Regions from separate parts of the Mus musculus genome. Here region 1 is linked to region 2. A link is a contact called in public HiChIP or PLAC-seq data. All regions are on one chromosome and are shown on one strand. The core of a region is the stretch at or near the end of the contact, and the rest is flanking DNA. Distances in the headings are between cores, read along the strand shown.

Region 1 (3,499 bases), core at 387-2,886, 120 kb after region 2:
GTTAATTAAGCTCTTCCTAAGGTCCCAGAGTCATGGTACAGAGGATGCACCACAGCCTGCTGCTGGTAAGGTCTGGATCCTGCCACTACCTGTGGAAAGTGTCATCATGCATCTGTAGGGGCTAGATTTCCCTCGGAAAGTCCAAAAGAGTCAGGCCACTGCTCATAACCAGAGAAGTGATGTCAGGACATGGCACATGCAAGCAAAGGGAAGGGGACACCTAAGTGCTGGGGCTTCCGTGTGGAGACACCCAGTGGCCTTCCTAAGGCTCCTAGATACCTGGTTTATTGAGTGATCCATTGTGGGGGACAGCGGGGGGGGGGGGGGGGTTGAAGAAAACAGTGACATAAATGTTTTCATTGTGCCCAGGAAGCACAGTTTTCTTGGAAGAGCTACATTCTTCTCCAACAGGACCATCTAGAGATCACAGAGGGGAAGGCACAGGCATGGGAAGGCCTGCTCATGGGAGAGTCCTGTCGGGAAATTAAAGGGTGGGCTAAAGGCAGACAGAGGTGACCAGAGTGTGTTAGATGCAGGAGGCTGTGAAGAGGAACTGTGTCTTCAGGGAAGGTTAAACTTGCCCCAAATCCCACCCCCCAGTGTTGATGCCTTGGCTGGAATCACTGCTTTCTACTGTCCTTTCCCCTGCAGGCCTTTCTTCGGTGGCTTCCATCTCTTAGCCCAGAGAACATCAACGTGGTGGTGACCGGGAAGGGCCGCCTAACAGCTGGCTTGGTCAATATTGTCAGCTTTGACCTCCTTTGCAAGTTGGAGAGGCAGCTAAAAACCCCTTTCAAAGTCGTCATTATTGTGAGTAATGGCATAGCCCTGAAGTACTTTGTTTGTCTAGACACTCGGAAGGGCTCCACAGATTTGGGAATTTGTGTCCTCCTTGGTCCTCTTTGGGCTTTGCGGAGAGAGGGCAATAGAAATCGCTGCCTTTCTTTTATAGAGAATGATTTTTTTATTCCCTTCCTGAAGCAGCCCTTAAGCCTATGTGCCAGACTTTCCTGAGGAGCGTTTTAAACAGGTGGGACGAGTCTGTTCAAAGGTTTCTAGTCCGCCCCTCCTGTATTGGCAGGCTAGGGATGGAGACCAGCATGTTGCACAGCAGACCATTCTAGGTCCCAGACTACAGCTGTGTCAGGAACAGTGTGTGCCTGCATTGGTACCGACTTGTCAGCACTGCGGAGCCATACAGTTCAGCAGTCAATGATTCTCTTCCAGCTGGTGTGAAGACACGCCCCCATCCCTGCTAAAAGGAAATCAGTTTTTACTTGAGTTGTTCTTAGAGATATCATCACCTGCCTCCAGAGCCGAAGGTGCTGCTTTCAGCCACTGGCTTTCTTTTTCATCTTTGCACACTTGATGAACATCTGGGGAGACTTGGTGGCCAGCCAGCTGTCAGTGTAGAGTATGTAAACATGGTTCTGAATACAAACACCACAGGAGCTCAGAGCAGAGAAGGAGACGTGATTGCAGACCCCAGGAGATGTGTAGTGTGTTCTGGACATGAGAACCACCCTGTGTTCCTTAGTGTGTGCAAACGAGAACACATACTTTATCAACGCTATTTTGGGAATCTGAGTCTGTGGGGGAGCCGTGTTGGGCTTGGCATGGATTCAAGTGTGGTTTTGAAAGGACGCCAGCATTCCAGTGAGGTGAAATATTAAACGAAACATCCCAGGATGGTCACAATGGCTCCGGGATGTGGGGACGGTGGTGGCTGCCTTTCCTGACTATGCCCCTGTCTCAGGTGTCCCACCTGCAGCCACTGCTCTCCCCTGTGGTCCCAGGCAGTGCCACCTCTAATTCACTCGAGCTGGCAGCGTGGGCACATCCGGCCTTGCCCCACAGTCATGTCGGCTGAAACTTTGTGGCCTCGAAATTGATGTGTTTCTGTTCCTGGCTCATCGCTCAGTCAGCCTTGAGGTGGAGGGCAAGCTGCTTGCCGCTAGTGTTACCTTGTCCTCAGATGAAGCAAACAGCTTGCCATCTTCTGGCTTCTCTGTAGCAAGGGACGAAGTGGCAGCTCTGAGAAGCACTTGTCACCGACGAGGCTTCTGCTCATGGTTGATGCTGGCAGGAGAACCTTTTTATCTGGGCTTAAAAGGGCCAATTCCCTTTCATGCCTGACACATTTTCTGCAACTTCTCTCTATAAATGGTGTTCTCATGACTTTCATGAGGGTTTACCATGAATCAGGATCATGAATGTAGTAGCCCCGGCGTCTGGGGGGTGCTATCTTGACAACTAGGGACAGGTCACCTCTCACTCTGTCTATTGTGTCTTTGAAGCCCCACACCCACCCCCTTTTAATCATAAAAAATGGAGCAGGTTGGGAGCTTATAGATTCTCGCCGGGACAGAGGTACCACCACTAGTGGCCCCTGGTCCAGGCAGTCCTCCTTAGGTGGCAGGATGGCTTTGAGGGCTGCCCCTGTGTTCGCTTATTTCAGACATGGCAAGCTGATATGCTTATATCCATTTTATCTGATAGCATGATATGTATTTTATAGGTAGAGAAGCTGGTACCATAGACAGGTCATTTAGTGGCTCAGAGTCAATTAGCAATGTGCCAACCTAAGATTTTCCCTTCTGGGAAGGAATATGTTCGTCATTCCTTTGTCTTTAGAAAATAAGGCACATTTTATGTTTGTTTATTTACAGAATGTACAACTATAAGTCCATCAAATGCTATATTTCTAGCACAGTGTCCCCCCAGAGGACAGGGATCAGTCTGTTTCTCCTTCTTCAGTTCCCACAGTGCTTTGTGTGCACGACTATGGTGGCATGATTGTCTGGTCTAATGCCAGTGTGTCTGCTGCCAGTGTGTCTGCAAAGGCTGAGGGCAGTGCCAGACCTCAGAACTTGACACCAGTTGAGAGCATGTAGGAGGTCTCCAGCACGCCTGACTAACGCCATGCAGTTGTGAGGCGTCTCCCACAGGGTGGCAAGGCACCTGTCAGGGGTTTGTCCACCTATGTACCCAGTGGGCAGATCGGGGCACATATTCACTAACCCCCTTTCCAGGTGGAAGACTGCCCTAGAGAAAGAGACAATATCTTATCCAGTGTATAATAAAGAACCTGCCCCAAGTCTGGGCCCTTCCCGAGTGTACTGGTCCATCACCTTGAACAGCTATAGGTCAAGGGAGGCAACCTCCTGGCAGATACCAAGCCAGGCTCAAGTCAGGTGGGCTGCTGTGGATCAAGGACTGCCCATTCACCCATGTGGTTGTCTGTTGCAGGATGAATCACACTTCCTCAAGAACATAAAGACTGCCCGCTGCCGAGCAGCTGTGCCTATCCTAAAGGTGAGTGTGGCCCAGAGGAGACTTAGGGCCCTAACACGACACTTGCTCAGACAGGAGGGGTATGCAGGCCAAACAGATGCCGCCACGCTGATGAGCTATGTGCAGTGTTGACACTGGGCATCTCTCCTTGGGCTATGTGCTTGTTGTATTCTGCCACGAATCCAGTCCACGTGAAGTCCTATTG
Region 2 (3,642 bases), core at 821-3,320:
GAAAGCTAGTCTCTACGTGTTAATAGTTGGTGGCTTCCCCCCATCCCTTACTTGAAAATCCTGGCTTCATTCAAAAATATGTTGTGTTTATTGGCTTCACACACACCTCTGACATCTATAAATAATTTCACTTTGCTCTTGCCTACCTTCTGTTTTCTCTCTCTCTCTCTCTCTCTCTCTCTCTCTCTCTCTCTCTCTCTCATGAGTGACTGCCAGTATGAACAGGATTCAACCCCACCCTGGAATAGGGGAGCAAGCAGCTGCCTCTTAGGAGCCCCAGCCTAACCCTGCTCTTCCTACTGCCCCCAGCAGTTTGCCTAGGCACAGAGAGGGGAGTGCAGACCGGGCCTGGATTGTTTAGTCAGGAGAAGTTGTCTTTTCAATGAAGCACAACCAGTTTACTTTTTGTGAATCTTATGAAAGACTATCAGCGTATGACACAAATAAAGAAACCTGCTTTGTGTATGAAGGTGGGCGGCTTCTAGATCCCCATCGCTTGGCCCCTCCAAGCACACAGAGCAGTCTCTGGGGTGACACTATTCTATAACAGGTTGAAAGGCTAGGACCGTGTGCCCATGCATGCAGGCATGCATCATGCATGCGACCCCTCATCCATTCATTCTTGAAGGACTTAGTGTATACTGTGTGCCAGGTACCAGTTATGTGCCTGGGGTATTATGGTCCCTGCTACTATACAGTAGGAGGAATAGATGCTTGTGATGCAATCACACCCTGGGGTTATAGGCATATGTCCCATGCCCAGCTTTTTACATGAGCATGGGGATCTGAACTCAAGTTCTAATGCTTGAGTGGCGAGTATTTGATTAACTGAGCCATCCCTCTAGATCCTAACAACTCTTCTGAATTTCAGTGGCTAAAAACCACATTCATCTCATAATCCTGTAGGTTAGACATGTGGGCACCTGCTCCTTGGGGCATTGACTGAGGTCACTGGGTAGTATCCAGTTGACAGGTGAGCTGACCTGGAAAATTCAAGCTGACTCGGCTCCTACACCTGGTGTCTTAAGAAGGATGGCAGGAAGACTGGGGGCAGCTGAGGCCTTGGCACTCACGTGACTGTCCTGTGCTATCTACAGTAGCTGCACCCAGGACATAGTGACTCAGTGCTCACAAGGATTGTGTTCTAAGAAACCAGAAAATCATTACAGTGCCATTTGTACTTCATGCTACTGCTCAAGTGATCATGAAACTCGACTAGATCTGAGAAGAGGGAATGTTGACCTGTCTATCGGAGGAAGAGGCATCTTTAATCTATCCTAGGAGACAGGGGATTAGAAGACAGCCAGTGTAAATAGAGGAGGGAGAGAGAGAGAGAGAGAGAGAGAGAGAGAGAGAGAGAGAGAGAGAGACAGAGACAGAGACAGAGACAGACAGAGAGAGAGAGACAGAGAGAGAGAAGGAGGAGGAAGAGGAAGAGGAGGAGGAGGAGGAGGAGGAGGAGGAGGGAGGAAGGAAGGGTAGCGAACAGTGTTGGAAGAGGCTAAAGAAAGGCTAAGGACTAGACCTCAGGCCACAACAGGGAGCTTTACTGCCCAGACAGGACCACGTACATCCATGTGGGTTATACATAGTGCAAGTCTGGGGGTACTGGGTACTTGTAGGTTATGTGAGTGAGACCCTTCAGATTGTGTAATACCTCAACTGTGAGTGGCCATGTGGACCAGAAACCATAAGAGACAACCAAAAAAAGACTTTGCCCCCATCAGAGCTTCTCTGTCCCATAGCATCAGACACGCAGGTTGCTACTTGAAATAAGACTTGTTGTAAAGTTTAGATTGTGGGTGTCTGCAACTTACCTAGAGATAGAGCCAAAGGTCTCAGTTACTTCATTGGCGTATCTTGTCCAAAAATTCTGTCTGGCCAGTGGCAAAGCCACCAGGTCTTGCCTACTCTAATATTCTTCAGCTGTCATGGCTTTCCTTGTCTGTCTCAATTTATCTCCTGGACTTGCCATTTCATACCCACTTCTGACTCCAACTCAACTCCTTGGCACTGGGCAGGTTCCTCCTGTTGACTTTTCCATTGGGCCTCAAAGATTACATTTGCTCTCCTTGTCTGACTCTAGCCTGACTCAGGCTTGACCTGTCACCCTCTCACTGTGCCTTTGTTGAGCAGGGCATGGCTATCCGTGGGTCCTGGATATCATACACAGAAGTTATGGGTCACTAGTGTCGCAGTCACAGTGTAGAACTCCAGTCCCTGCTGTATGAGTATATCCTAGTATAGTGTCCACTGCTATTTTGTTTTGTTGTGATGTTGAGACAGGATCTTGCTATGTGGCAAGCACAGGCTGGTCTTGAATTTACCAAGCAACTGGCCTCAAATTTGCTTTCTTCCCACCTCAACTTCCCAAGCTCTGGGGTTATACACCTAACTCATCTTCACTATTGATAGCCTCAGGAATGTTTTCTGGTATGGGGGGGGGGGTGAAAAAGATGGTTCTCTAGAGAAAAGAAGCAAGGCTGCCCTCACTGCCTGATGACTGATGACAGTGCCAACCCTCCCAGTACCCATCCTCTTAGCCAGCTGTCTCTTCTCCGTTAGAAATAACCAGCATCTTAGACAAGGGCCCCTCAATGAAACTTAGATTATGTTCCAAGTGTGGCCCAGCTCTTAAGGTTGGAAATTCTAACCCTTGACAGTTGAGACTTTCGGGTTGACCTAAGAATGGAATTACAATCCTCTAAGGAGCCCTACCAGAATTTTCCTTTCTCTCTCCTAACCCTAGGAGTTTACCTGGAGCAAATATGTCTGGGGCTGTGGATGGCTTGGTCAGGAAAGTGCTTGTCATTCAAGCCGAGTGTCTGGGACAAGGGACTGAGGTGCATATTTTACATATCAAAGTAGACCTGGCTTCTAGGTTCTCCTAGCTTTGCTCAATCCCTACCCCCAGTTCCCAATCTCTGCCCCCAGTTCTGAACTTTCCAGCCCAGAGTCTAGGCTGCCCTTCCCCCAAAGGCTCTTCCCTATATAATCCAAACGTTTTGGTTCCCCCTTCACCCCACCCTTCTCTCTCTCACTTCCCCCTCTCCTCTCTCCCTTCCCATGGCAACTTCCCTGGCTTCCTTCCTTGGAGCCAATAACTAGACTAGAGCTAGTAACTAATCCTCATTTAGCTTTAGCAGTCATGAAGAGCATGGATTTCCTCTGGATTTCGATCCCAGCACTGCTCATGACAAGCTATGCAATATTTCTTCTTCTTCTTTTTTTTTAAAATATTAATTTTTAATTAGGTATTTTCTTCATTTACATTTCAAATGCTATCCCAAAAGTCCCCCAGACCTTCCCCCCAACAACTCCCCTACCCTTCCACTCACACTTCTTGGCCCTGGCATTCCCCTGTACTGAGGCATATAAAGTTTGCAAGACCAAGGGGCCTCTCTTCCCAATGATGGCCGATTAGTCCATCTTCTGCTACATATGCAGCTAGAGACACGAGCTCCGGGGGTACTGGTTAGTTCATATTGTTGTTCCACCTATAGGGTTGTAGACCACTTCAGCTCCTTGGGTTCTTTCTCTAGCTCCTCCATTGGGGGCCCTGTGTTCCATCCAATAGCTGACTGTGAGCATCCACTTCTGTACAATATTTCTTCTGTCCGTGTCACTGAGCTTCTCAGTTCT

What was found. HiChIP or PLAC-seq counts read pairs in DNA pulled down with a chosen protein or histone mark.
Region 1: a FOXA1 HiChIP or PLAC-seq map of pancreatic cancer cells shows a contact between it and region 2. The contact joins two enhancer-like sites. A contact is called at or near these places in 1 of 484 Hi-C or Micro-C datasets (colorectal tumor organoids), 2 of 115 datasets of contacts at active chromatin or transcription factors (embryonic basal ganglia and pancreatic cancer cells) and 1 of 9 other capture datasets (adipose tissue).

What each region holds. Positions count from the first base shown.
Region 1 is chr1:72,598,120-72,601,618 of GRCm38.p6, forward strand. It overlaps Smarcal1 (SWI/SNF related matrix associated, actin dependent regulator of chromatin, subfamily a-like 1), which reads left to right. Exons shown (of 17, transcript NM_018817.2): 8 at 652-810; 9 at 3,250-3,315. Among named protein-coding and RNA genes, the nearest start is that of Smarcal1, 17 kb to the left of the region's middle. Within about 2 kb of position 1,637, at least 54 of the 459 cell types and tissues checked have an H3K27ac peak or open chromatin away from gene starts, as enhancers often do. A contact at or near this core is called in pancreatic cancer cells, where this site is marked.
Region 2 is chr1:72,474,696-72,478,337 of GRCm38.p6, forward strand. All of the region lies in intron 1 of Marchf4 (membrane associated ring-CH-type finger 4), which reads right to left. Among named protein-coding and RNA genes, the nearest start is that of Marchf4, 61 kb to the right of the region's middle. Within about 2 kb of position 2,071, at least 3 of the 459 cell types and tissues checked have an H3K27ac peak or open chromatin away from gene starts, as enhancers often do. A contact at or near this core is called in pancreatic cancer cells, where this site is marked.